Regions from separate parts of the Mus musculus genome. Here regions 1, 2 and 3 are each linked to region 4. The links are chromatin contacts, called in public HiCAR-type and promoter capture Hi-C maps. All regions are on one chromosome and are shown on one strand. Each heading gives the region's core, a stretch centred on a gene start, on an enhancer-like site or on the middle of the called end of the contact. The rest is flanking DNA. Distances are from core to core; before and after follow the strand shown. Region 1 holds the start of Brip1 (BRCA1 interacting protein C-terminal helicase 1). Region 2 holds the start of Med13 (mediator complex subunit 13). Region 3 holds the start of Ska2 (spindle and kinetochore associated complex subunit 2). Region 4 holds the start of Tada2a (transcriptional adaptor 2A).

What was found. Promoter capture Hi-C pulls out the DNA fragments that hold promoters and counts their contacts. HiCAR-type assays count read pairs that join an accessible place to other places.
Region 1: a promoter capture Hi-C map of hippocampal neurons shows a contact between it and region 4, with 2.8 times the contacts expected there. The contact joins the promoter of Brip1 here to the promoter of Tada2a in region 4.
Region 2: a contact with region 4 is called in a HiCAR-type map of astrocytes, with 4 times the contacts expected there. The contact joins the promoter of Med13 here to the promoter of Tada2a in region 4. A contact is called at or near these places in 1 of 39 promoter capture datasets (hippocampal neurons) and 1 of 115 datasets of contacts at active chromatin or transcription factors (astrocytes).
Region 3: a contact with region 4 is called in a promoter capture Hi-C map of liver, with 4 times the contacts expected there. The contact joins the promoter of Ska2 here to the promoter of Tada2a in region 4.

The regions. Positions count from the first base shown.
Region 1 is chr11:86,199,580-86,202,590 of GRCm38.p6, reverse strand. Brip1 (BRCA1 interacting protein C-terminal helicase 1) reads left to right here and starts at 1,398. Exons shown (of 20, transcript NM_178309.2): 1 at 1,398-1,482. It overlaps Brip1os (BRCA1 interacting protein C-terminal helicase 1, opposite strand), which reads right to left and starts at 1,231. Exons shown (of 7, transcript NR_130959.1): 1 at 1,039-1,231.
Region 2 is chr11:86,356,138-86,359,455 of GRCm38.p6, reverse strand. It overlaps Med13 (mediator complex subunit 13), which reads left to right and starts at 1,860. Exons shown (of 30, transcript NM_001080931.2): 1 at 1,860-1,996. The coding sequence starts at 1,931.
Region 3 is chr11:87,107,860-87,110,732 of GRCm38.p6, reverse strand. Ska2 (spindle and kinetochore associated complex subunit 2) reads right to left here and starts at 1,472. Exons shown (of 4, transcript NM_025377.3): 1 at 1,429-1,472. The coding sequence starts at 1,461. Prr11 (proline rich 11) reads left to right here and starts at 2,019. Exons shown (of 10, transcript NM_175563.5): 1 at 2,019-2,092.
Region 4 is chr11:84,128,118-84,131,201 of GRCm38.p6, reverse strand. It overlaps Tada2a (transcriptional adaptor 2A), which reads left to right and starts at 1,634. Exons shown (of 16, transcript NM_172562.3): 1 at 1,634-1,665. It also overlaps a transcript of Acaca not described here.

The DNA of each region.
Region 1 (3,011 bases), core at 149-2,648, 2.1 Mb before region 4:
CCTTGTTCATCCGGGGACCATAGGCCGGGAGGGGCAGAATATGGGCACCCTCAGGAGTTGCCTCCACTGTCTCTGAGTCTCCTGAGCAGGTCCCTCTGACCTGGGGAGGGAGGAGGATGGCGAGTCCCCCTGATTCTCCAGGCGGAATGGGCGGGGCCAAAGGCCCTGCAGCTTGAGCTGCATGAGGAGAGAGAGAGAGAGAGAGAGAGAGAGAGAGAGAGAGAGAGAGAGAGAGAGAGAGGATAAAGGGGAGGGAGATAAAGAAGAAGATCAGTATCCGTGGTGGGGAGAACATCTTTCTTGGGCCTATCCTGAAGGGCGAAGATTGGCACAGCCATTGGTCCTGAAGAGGAACCGGGCGAACACAAGGAGGGGGATCGGTGACTAAATCTTCCCACACTATGATATATGGGACCTGATTAGGGTGGCTCTTCGAGCCAGCACCAAAAATGCACCTCTTGACGGACAATATAAGAGGCAGTGAGAAAGAACCCTCAGGAGGCCATCCAATCTGAAAGGTGGGCCACTCTGACGAGCAAAAAGTAAACCATTTATTTTTCTTCACATTTACTGAGAGATTGTGAGCTCTAGTCTTAACCTCCCTCCAATGTTCTAGAGTAAAACTCGGAGGGGTGGAAGGTCAGTGTCCCATTCTGTCCAAAAATAACGTCAGTCCCAGTCCACACACAAAAAGAAAAACAGAAAGTAAAATACCAACGCGCCCCTGCCACGAGCGCCACAGAAGATACACTGAATAACTTGGTAGTGGTCTCTTTGCCACTGACCCCCAGATGAAGTCGAGCCCTCCCGGATCTCGCGGATCGGATCCGACTTCCCACTCTGAGAGTCTGGAGCGTCCTCCAGGACTCTTCGTTACCGCAGCGTTAAGGTCGCTTCTGGCAACCCCCGGCAGACAACTCCTTTGCAAACCGAAACCAAACTGACTTGCAGCCGACTCAAAATAGAGGGAACAGACGGAATAGACGCGCGGAATAGACGCACGCCAAGGGCGGACACAAAGAGACACAGCCGCGGTACCTGCTCGAACAATCCTCCGGTCTCCTGTCACTGGACCCGCCAGCAGGACGATTCCCGGTCAATGCACCAAATGTAAGACCCGTCTAACGCCCATTTTGTGCTTCTTAAAGTCTCACAGTACAAGAATTTTTTTTTTTCCTTCAAGCAAATGTGCGGAACTTGTCCCAGTCTTTTTCGCGGGGTGGGGTTTGGGGGAGGGGCGGTGCTCGTCTTCCGGTCCCGCCAAGTACTCGAGGGTTGATTTTACTTCGCGGGCTCCCATTGGGCGGTATAGCGTTGGCCTCGTACGATGATTGGCTGTTTCCTTTTCCGGTCTGGCTGTGTGATTGGCTGACTGGGAACCGAGGGGCGGGAGGCGCGAATTCATCTGTGTGGCGCTGCGGAGTGCAGCCTGGAGAGGGAGGAGTGGCTGTACCTTGGTACCTGGCAGCGTCGGAACAGCCGGTGAGGGAGGACTTTCGTACTCGCGAGCTTTCCTTGTAGGTCGGCTCCGCGTTGCCTTCTGTCAAACGTCAGCCGTTCCTTTTCTCTGGGAGCGGGAGCCAGCCGTGGGCAAATGGAAAGGAGGGCGCGGGGAGGGGACGGGCTCCTGCAGGCTGGCGCCGGCGGGCTCTCGGGCTCTATGGTGTGGCTCCCCGTGGACATGTGAGAACTAGGAGCTTGGGGAAGGAAAGCTGAGGGCCAGGGAGCCTGTCCTTACATTCTGTGAACGCAGGCTGGAGGTAGCCCCAGCTTCCGCGGTACTTCTGGAAGGGCTACAGATTTGTTAACCCGCCCCCCCCCCCCCCTTCTCTTAAAGAGACAGGGTCTCACCCTCCAGCTCTGGCTGGGCTGGAACTCGGAGTGCAGACCTGGCTGCCCTCGATCGATCGTACAGAGATCCACCAGAGATTGTTGGGGGCCAGAAGAATTGCGCCACCACATCCGGAAGTGTGATTGTCTGATGAGTTTTGAGAGGAATGTTGCCACAGCTTCAGGCATAGATTGCCATCTCGATTAATTTTAGTAACACAATATTGAGTTTTTGCTTCAGAATAAGCTGTTAGAGTCCATTAAACCTCAGAGGTTTACAGATAAAAATCAGTGATTGGATACTTTTTCTAACAATATCTTTTATTTATTCTTTGATAGTTTATGCATATATACAAAGTATCTTGACCTATCCCCAGTACATCCTTCACACTGCTTCGGGACCCCTTCACACGCCCCTCCCACCCAATGAGTCCAATTAGTACTGCCTGATGGGATGTTGACAGGTCTCCTTGGCTTGATTTTATGCAGGTCTTGTCTGACAGAACAATATTTAGAAATGAAAAATAACTTAAGAGTGGTGGGTTTTTTGGAGCACAGAAGCTGTGGTTAAAGTTATTGACTTCATGACCTGTTGTACCTTCTGTCTTAACCATCTCCATTCACAGACTGAGTTTACCAGATTTTCTCACCACTGTCGAAATTCTTCAGTCAATAAAAGTGTCTGGGAGGTTAGGTGATGCAAACAGTGGGATTTAAATCTATTTTGTTTCAATTATAATCTCCTGATTTCAGAATTACTGAGCTGACTCAGCAGGTAAAGGACTCAACCGAGCTAGCAGTGTTTAATTCCTGAGACCCACATGGTGAGAGGAGGGAACCTATTCTGTCTCCAGAACACTGTCTTCTCACTTCCACACACGTGTCATGCCATGCGGGTTCTCCTCCCCCAGTAAACTAAAAGATGATTTAAAAAAAATTAAGTGAATTTCTGTGGAAAGATACTTTCTCCCTTACAACAATTTTTAAAGTTAGATATTATTGCAGAAAAGAATTTTAGACTTACAGGTGAAAAATGTTAAGTCATAGATACAACCTGTGCTTCCTGCCCATTCATCTGCCTTTTCCTTCTAACTGGGAGAGTGTGAAAAGGGCAAACAGGAATGTACAGAATAAGAGGAAACAGTGAGGCTATGGAATAGCAGAGCTGCTTCAGAAATCTG
Region 2 (3,318 bases), core at 611-3,110, 2.2 Mb before region 4:
TTTTCTTCTTGAGACAGGGTGTTACTATGTAGCCTAGGCTAGCATGGAGCTTCCTTTGTGGACCAGAATGGCTTCAAACTCAGAGATTCCCCCTGCCTCTCCAGAGCTGGGATTAAAAGCTTGTGTCTTTACTCCTGGTATCATTATCTCTTAATCTTTCCCGATTCCTCCCTCGTCTCCTCCTAGAATCCTTTTAAAGTTTGCATGGAAAATGTTTTGAACTCTTCACTGAAGAGTAATCCAGCCCAGAATAATTGTTTGGGAAGGGATTTAACATCATACATGGTTTTTCTTATTCATTTCTAAGTTTTCAAATATCAAGTACCTACTGTGTGCTAGAACATTTTAAGGCACTGGACAGCTATAGCAACAAAGGGTCAGTTCTCCTGATTCTCACTCTCAGAGTTCACGTGTTTCTCAAAGTAACCACAGAAAGGAAGGATGGAAGTATAGTAATGCATGCCTTACACTGCTTATCGGGCGCAGGCACGAGGCTAGTGCTCAGGTTGTATTCATGCATCATATAACAAACATAACATTTGTTTTCCTCATTTTACAGATGAGGAAACTGAGTCACAAAGAGGTAAAAGACTGGCTCCAGCTTCGAATCCTGAACAGCAGGACTTTATTTCTAGTTCATTAACCACAAGACCATATCGTTTCATTTTTTTTACCTCTTTATTATAACTTAAAAAGAGAGGGCGAGGCTGGTGTCTATCCAGCTCTCATTCTTTAGCCCTAGAGTTCTGCGATGTACCCCGGCGGCCTTATGGAGTGAATGAGAATGCATTGGAACGTCTTTCTTTTTCTTTTCTTTTTTCTTTTTCTCTCTCTCTCTCTCTTTTTTTTTTTTTTTTGCCAACTTTCTCTTCCAAAGAATTTGAACTGATTTCCAAGTAATTCTCGATTTTGAAGTGAACCTTCCTGCGCTGCTGCACTTTCCCCAGCCAGCAGAAAGCTAGGGCCAAGACTCGGGTCATCTTAACCGGGGCATCCAGCAGATGGCGCCATGTTAGTAGCCACCAGCTGGCCGCCCGGTCCCCGGGGCTCCGAAAGCTTCCCTGCCCTCCCTCACCGCCTTCTCTCTCCCCCCTCCCTACGGAGCCCGGCCCACGTGACCTCGCGGCGGCCAATGGGCGAGCAGAGAGGGCGAGCTGGTCCCTGTGGCCGCCATTAAAGCGAAGGGAAAACCCGTGAATTCGGATTAAAGGGGGAAAAACACCGCCCGCTGGGCCCACAAAATGGGGGAGACTACGGCGTCCAGGCGGTGAGGCGGCAGGAGAGCAGACGTTAGGCAGGCTTGGCCCAGGGACAACACGAGGACACAGCCGGAGAATGGACTGAGCCCACAGACGCCGCCACCACCTCCGCCGCTGAGGAGACTCTGGGCTTAAGGACATCGCCGCTGCCGGGCCGGGGGCCCGGGGTGCTCTGCCGGTCCTCGCCCTTCCCGCCCCTCCGCGGGCGTCCCCGGGCCGCGGAGAACCCTCCCGGGCTTCTGGGCTCGGCCCGCTCGGACTCGGGCTCTGACTATTTATCGTGTACCTGATTGTTATTATTATTTTTTTGTTTTTCGTTTTTTTTTCTCTTTTCTTCTTTTAAATCTTTTTTTATTTTTCTGGTGGAAGGGACAGACATCCCTTCCCCTCCTCTCCGGAGAGGGACGCGCGTCCGCGGGCTCCGCAGTCCCGGCGGCCGGCCGAGCGCGGCGCGGCCCTCCCGCCTGCGGCCTCGGCCCCGGGCGGCTGGGTGCCTCCGGGCGGCGGGGGCCGCGGCGGCGCCGGGGGGCGGCGGGGAGGGCGGGCGGCCCGGCGGCCTCCTCCCCACCGCCCCCCGCCCTCCCCGGTGTCTGTGTTTCTCTCTCTGGTCGGAGGCGGCGGTAATGGCGGATGGTGGGTTGTGGCGCCGGCGGCGGCTGCTGTGAGGGACGATGAGTTCCTCCTTCGTGTCGAACGGGGCCAGCCTGGAAGATTGTCACTGTAACCTCTTCTGCCTGGTGAGTGCGGGGGCCGCGGGCGGTGGGGGAGGGGGCCGCGCCGTGCGCCCTTGGGCCGTGGGGGAGGGGGTCTGGGTCGCATCCAGATGCCGGTGTCCCCCGGCTAGGCCCCGCCGGAGTCGGCCTCCTCCGAGGCTCTGCGGCCGCCCCGGGAGGCAGCGTCCGCTCACCTACCGACCGGGGCTCTGCTGGGAAGAGGCTTGTCTTTCCCCCCACCCCCTCGGTCTTTCTCCTCCTCCTGTCTTGTTTTGGACTCTTTTCCCCATCCTAGTCTTTTCCTTAACTTGGGCTGCTTATCTGCCCGGATAGTAATATTTTCTTGTGTGCTTCTTGCTTCCCCGCCTCCCCGCCCCCCGCCCCTTGTATCGAACAGTGTATCCCTTTTCCACACTTTCCACGATTGCCCCTGCTCGACTGCCTTTAAGCTCGCTTTTCCCTTGTAAGTGGGCTTCTCTTAAACAGGACCCCCCCAAAAACTTACGTATTAAAACCCTCTTCGTTTTGTAAGTTAAACTAATACAGGGGTAGTGTCCTTATGGGTGACTTCAGATCTTTGTGTAAAAACAGTGTGTGCCGGTTCATATGTTTTCTTTTTAAACTTTGAAAACATTTTGCCATTTTGACAATTTCTAGCCATCTTGCTTTTATTAGAACATTATGTTTTTGTGAGAGTGGAGGGGCAAGTGGAGGAGGTACTGTGGTTTCGCACTAAACGTTCTATATTTGTCTGTTTTGCTTACGTTTTAAGAATGTTTTGAGCTGGCTGTTCCTTTTATTGAACTGAAAAGTCTGGGGCAGCTGGAATTAGGGATGTTCTAGTACGTGTATGTAGGTCGGCCCAAATCGGATAACACTCAAGAGTTAAGACTTTTGTCAAAAGTACCAACTGTTGCAAATATCTAGTCCTGAATTAAACGATAGCCGAGCTTCCTGAATGACTAAGTTAGAGTGACTTTTTTCATTTTTCGTGTGCTCTGAGAAATATTAAGTCTATCATAGGTAAGTGAATTAAGTGGGTGGAGCATAACTAGTTGGCAAGCATAAACTGCCAGTCATGTATCAGCAGTTTCATTTTTGGCACCTTATGCTTTCTGTCACTAAGTTAGAATAAGGAATTACTGAATTTCCTTTGTTGAATCTCTTTCACGATGTGGTAAATGGGGATCTTCAGCACACTTACGTCTTACAGATTAGACTGGTTTTCTTGACATGTCCATTAATCAGCATCTCGTCACATGTAGTAAGATGTACAGCAGGTTTAACGTTTCTGTCTTCCCCAACTGGATCTATTTTTGGCACTTTGGGTTTTTTTTTTTTTTTTT
Region 3 (2,873 bases), core at 223-2,722, 3.0 Mb before region 4:
AACAAGAGAATTTACATGCAGGTTGTTTGATAGACTCTAACCACAATATTTAACATTTTGTGCGTATTTTAAGATGGTAATCACACACCCACACACGAAAAATTCTTAAGTCAAATATTCATTTTTTCAAGATTTGGAAAGCAGCAGAAAATTCTTCTCCTCTTCTCTCCCCCCACCCCCGCCCCCATCCCCACACTCCCTCCACAAAGAAAGTTTTAAAATACAATGTTAAACAAGACTGGAAATCTTTCTAATAAAATGTGTTTGAAACACCTGAATTAATTAACCCAAGAGAAAAGAAACTGAGGCCTCACACCTTCTGGTGTGGGAATGGGGAAGTCGGGGTGGTACTCGCTATCTTCCAGGATCACCCCAAAGTCTATTCCAAAGCAGAAGTTACAAACTCAAGATTTTCCTTGGAGAGAGTGGCTCAGACACAACGGATACCTACGCAGAGGGAAAAAGGGCAGACTGCAGATGGAGTGTTTTACTTTTTAATATTAATCTTGGTATTTTTTTAAAAGGGGGCTGGTGGTCCGATGATCAATCTGGAAGAAAAGTGATCATGCAAAAAGAAGTCTGAAGACAGAACAAGAAAACTAAGAAAAAAGGCGCGGCGATCTAGCGGGCAGTGGAAGGATGGGAGGGCGGGAATAAAGAGAACACTGATGGAGAATGACAAGGCCACTCGGCTGGACGCTCAGTGCACTCCAGCCTTGCCCGCAGCCGCTGAGGGCCTTCGTCCAGGGTTCTCCTTGCACAGAGGAAAGGAATTGAGCATCTAGGAAGCAGAAAGCCGGGCCTGGGGCAACGCCGCTCGCGCCCCGGGAAGGAGCTCCAGGCTCGGTCCCCGCGGCGGCTCCTCTCCCAAGCCGCAAAGAGCCCAGTCTGCGGAACCGCGGGCAAGTTTCTCGTGCAAGTCTAGCATCTTCTTTCAGACTGTCCCAGCTCGCCTGCGAGTAGGTGCATGGTGGACTTGAATTTCTCCGCGCCCCTAGACTTCTGCCCCACCTCATCCTCCATCCCCCTTTTCGGGAGACGTAAACGACCTCTCTCCTCCTCCGAGCTATTAAAGACCGTTCCAGTCACGCTTGGGCAAGGAAGGTAGAAATTCGTGAGGCGGTATCTGTGCCGGGCGCGGCTCCTGGAGCCGATGAAGGAGAAAACCAGGACCAGGGAATTACAAAGGCCCCACACCCTCAACATCTCCCGCCATTTCCCTCACGAGTTCCCCGGATGTAACCCCTTCCCCCGCGGCGGTTAAGAGACCAAGGCGGCGGTAGCTCCCGTAGGTGCAGAAAGAAGGAACTCAATTCAGGTTCCAGCTTCCACAACCCAGTTTCAGGAGACTCTAAAATGCGCTTCACCTTCTAGGCCATCGGTGGAGCACATTAATTACCCAGTAGGTTTCCTTCACTCTCCACTCACCATCAGTTCCAGCTTATCGACCTCCGCCTCCATATTGAATAGTTGACATTCCTCAGACCGCTGAGGCGCTTAAGCTGTAAGCCGTGCTAGCACTGAGGCCCTCCATTGGACAGCTGTCACTCAACGTCTTGCGCTCATTGGCTAGTACGTTCCATCGGCGCCCGCCCATTGGCGCCTGGGTAACGCCCCTCGTTATAAAACGCACTTTCCTGTTGGACAAAGACACAAAACGCCGCAGGGGGATTGGCTGCTGAATATATGAATTTTTCCATTGGCTGCCTTATGGTCCCTACTTTCAAGTTCATACTTGGAAAAGAGTTTGCGATTGGTGTACTCGGAAGCAGCAGCAGCCAATGACATAAAAGCTTCCACTGCGGGCCTAGGCGACGTGACACACCTCCTTTTCTCTCCGGCTTCCCCGCCCCTTCTCGCCCGCCTTTCCTTATTCATACAAGAAGCGCCTCAGTTCCGATTGGCCAGGATGTGATGCTCTTTTGGCCAATCGTAGTCCAAGCTGTGCTTTGATCCTTTCAAGACAACGAACCCTGTAGAGACCACGTCTACGATTGGTCGCTCGTCGGCAAAGATTTAATTTTGAAATTTTCTTTATGGTGTGGAAGAGGCTTAGGCCCGAACTTCGTCTAATCCCCAGGCTCTTAGACTAGTAAGTGCAACGACGTTTTTTCTCTTTGTTACCTGGTCCCGTCTTCCGTTACTCGAACTGTTGATGACTGGGTTCTTATGGAGGTGGGGTCTTGAGCTGGACAGGGAAGGGAGATGGAGCAGAAAAGGAAAGGTTTCGGGCAGGAGAAGAGCTCCGCTGGCAACATCTGAGACACATTTTTTATTTAACACTGCAATATATAGTTTGAAGTGATTGCCTTTTTGCTCAGTCTTTGTCGTAACTTTTTGCTTCTCAAAGGGGGCCCACCGACTGGCGGTAATTGGCTTCTCTGGGCGCTAGCGAAAAATGCAAATTATAGGAATCTACCCAAATTTCCTATCACAATGTTTATTTAACCAGATGCTCTCCCCAGCCATTCTTCAGCGCATTTACGTTTATGGAGAAGTATTTTATGTCAGGTAATTTTACAGTGTTCCATGATGCAAAATGACTTCTGACATCTACTTTAAAAGTATACCCCTTTTACTGTGTGTCTAGTAGTGTGCTGGGTAAGACTAAGGACCTGTGGTCACTCTGAGAAAGACACAGGGAAGAACCGGGTGGGGTTGGGGATAGCAATGCTTCACGACTTAAAACAAAATTGACTATAGGACAATGGCAGAGATCATGCTTCAGCATTCAAGGCAAACCAACTAAACTGATGATGGAAATTAAATTGACTAGAGGGGGATGTAAAACATGTGTTTTAGAATAGTGATGATGAAGTAAATCTGTCACTTATGCTGCTGCTACAGTTTTAGAAGTGCCCCTGGCCAAAGAC
Region 4 (3,084 bases), core at 385-2,884:
AATCTCTTTACTTGGATCTGCTCCAGCCACTCTGACCTTCTTGCTTCTTCTTCTCCATGCCTATCAAAGCCACGCACCAGGGCCACCGTACCTGCTGAGTCTCATCTATGGTTCTCTCTAGAAATCTGGAAGCTTCTGTTTCTCATTCAATAATTGGATTTCCTCTTGTGTGTTATGTCTGCTAGGAAGCCTTTCTTCCCTATCCTGACTAAAAGAAAATCTATCACTGTTATATCTGGATCCTGATTTATTTCCCATAAAACCACATTATGAGGCATTTAAAAATATTTGTTACTTATATATTAATATGCAACATACTTATATTTTATTGCTTATATATAAAATACACAAACCTTATGTGCAAGAGCATATACTTCGCTCACTACCAAATTCTCAGCACCCAGGGAAGTGGCTGTTCGTTGTGCTTTTGTGAAATGAATGGATTTGGAGAGTCAGTAAATGTGAAGTACTCTATAGCATCAACTGTTTATTTAACGTGGTGGGGATGACTTTCACATGTGAATTTTTAATGTTTTTTCTTTACTACTCTTTTTTTTTTTGAGACAGATCTCTTACTCTGTAGCCCAGATTGATCTCAATCTCAAAGCAATTGTCCTGCACTCTCCAAGTGTTGAGATCACAGATGTGAGCCACTAATTGCACCCAGCTGCAGATTTTATTTTTATTTTAACAATAGACTTATATTACCTGTGTACCAAAAAACAAATCAAGATGCCACACGGGCAGATATCGTATAAATGAATTCCAACAGAAATTGGGCAAATCTATGAAACAGATTTTTAAATAGATATACAGCATAATAGTTAAGATCAAGCCATGGGTTGGAATAGAGCTCTTCCCCAACACTTGGTAGCACTGTGATCCTAAGTTATATATTTCAATGCTGGACCATGAGGACAGTAACAGTGCCTCCCTCAGAAAGTTGTTTTAGACGAACCCTTATGTGTAACCCGCTTTGTACAATGCCTGGCATGCAGTATTGAAGGACTCCACAAATGGAAGCTCTTATAAGAATCTATACTATTAGTAATAAGAGATGTTGGGACATACCTAGCCCTCAAGAGTGACATCAGAGTGGACCACCACATCATCACTGCGTTTCCATGTGGGCCTCTGAAGCCCAGGCAGGGGATGGGTCTTTCCAGAGAAGGCAATTTCGACGTCCCAGAAGCATCAGAATAAAAAGGACCCTCTTCACCCCTCAAGTCATTCAGTCCGGGTAATCCATGAGTGGCATGATGCGCCCGGGGCTCGTCATCCTCCAGTCCAGAGCCTGGGCAGCCTCAGTTTCTTTGCTTGCAAAAGAATTGGAATGGGACTGTTAAGAAAAAAATCTAGACTGAAACAGCGGAAGCCGCCTTAGCACATGCCACCGGGCCGCTTGTGGCGACGGAGAAAGTGACAGCAGGTCAGACTTCAGAGCCCACCGACTAGCAGCCAGGTACCACGCTCCCCATCCCGGGGCGGCGCCACCGGGACCCGCCCGCTGCCAGACTGGAGGAGGCGGGACCGCCTCGGCGTGCTCGCGGCACGGGACCGCGCACGTGAGTCGAGGCCGCGCACGCAGGCCGCGGCGCGCACGCAGAGTCTGCACAGCGCGCGCAGCGGCGGGCTCTTCGGCGCCGAGGTGCGGGACGTGGCGAGGTGAGGCGCGGGGCCGAGCGGCGGGAGCGAGGGCACGCGGGGTCACGAGGTGCCGGCTGGCGCGGCGGGGCCACGCGGCGGGGGAGGTTGGCGCGGCCGGGCGAGTCCCGAGCCCCTCCCCCCGGCGGCTGGCGGTGCCGCAGCTCCGTATTCCCGGCTGGGCGGTGGAGCACGGCCCCGGCCCACCTGACCCGCCGAACCCCCACGTGGGTCTCCGCGCCCCAGTGTTTAGCACTGTTTTGCGGTCGAGGCCCGGCTACAGTGACCTGCCCAAGACCGTGCAGCTCTAAGGATGTTAACTGCACAACTGCCAAGCCCGCGGCTCCCCTGTGCTCATGGGATCCTGCCCCTCCATGCCTTCCCTGATCCCTCTTGTAATTAATTTAAATGTAGCCCATCTCTCAAGGATGTTAGTGTCACTGCGTGGTCTTCTAAGGAAGGAGAGGAAGGAGGATTTTGCTTTCTGCAGCATTGTGCTTTGCAATGTGAAGTGTTTGTCAGAACGTACTGTAGAATCTTTGCCACTGTAAAGGTCTTGATAGAGCCCTGCTGTTCACCAGGCTGTAAAAACATTGTGCAAATACCCCAATCTTTAGCGCTTCATTTTCTTGGGGAAAACAGCCTATGTCAGGAGATTGTTAGGATTCCAAGATATAGTCCCCGTACTAAGATTACATTTAGTACCTGACATATGCCTTTGTTAATTTTTTTTTTAATTAATTTTTTTTTTTAGTCAGCCTCATGTATCTTGGGCTAACCTTGAACTTAATGTAGCCAAGAGTTTCCATGAACTGATCGTACTGTCTGTACCTCTGGAGTACTGGGTTTGTTTGCTCAATGGATGCTGGAGTGTGAATATAAAGCATCCTTGCTAAAACACCCTACAACTGAACTACTGAGCCACAACGTTCTTCAAAGATCATTTTTCTTGGAAATAGAGTAAAAACTCACCCCTACCCAAAATAGCCTAAAGTTTGACCCTCAGCCTTCTTATCTAAGCATTGCATATACTTTGTATGTCAGTCCCCAAGCTAAAAATGTCAACGTGAAAAACCTATTTTGGTTGGAGAGATGGCTCAGCGGTTAAGAGCACTGGCTGCGCTTCCAGAGGTTCCGAGTTCAAATCCCAGCAACCACACGGTGGCTCACAGCCATCTGTAATGGGATCTGATGCCTTCTGGTGGGTCTAAGGACAGCTACAATGTACTCATATAAATAAAATAAATAAATCTTTAAAAACAAAAGGGGGGGGGGCTGGAGAGATGGCTCAGAGGTTAAGACCACTGACTGCTCTTCAGAAGGTCCTGAGTTCAATTCCCAGCAACCACGTGGTGGCTCACGACCATCCGTAGCAAGCGCCCTCTTCTGGAGTGTCTGAAGGCAGCTACAGTGTACTTACAGATAATAAATAAATAAATC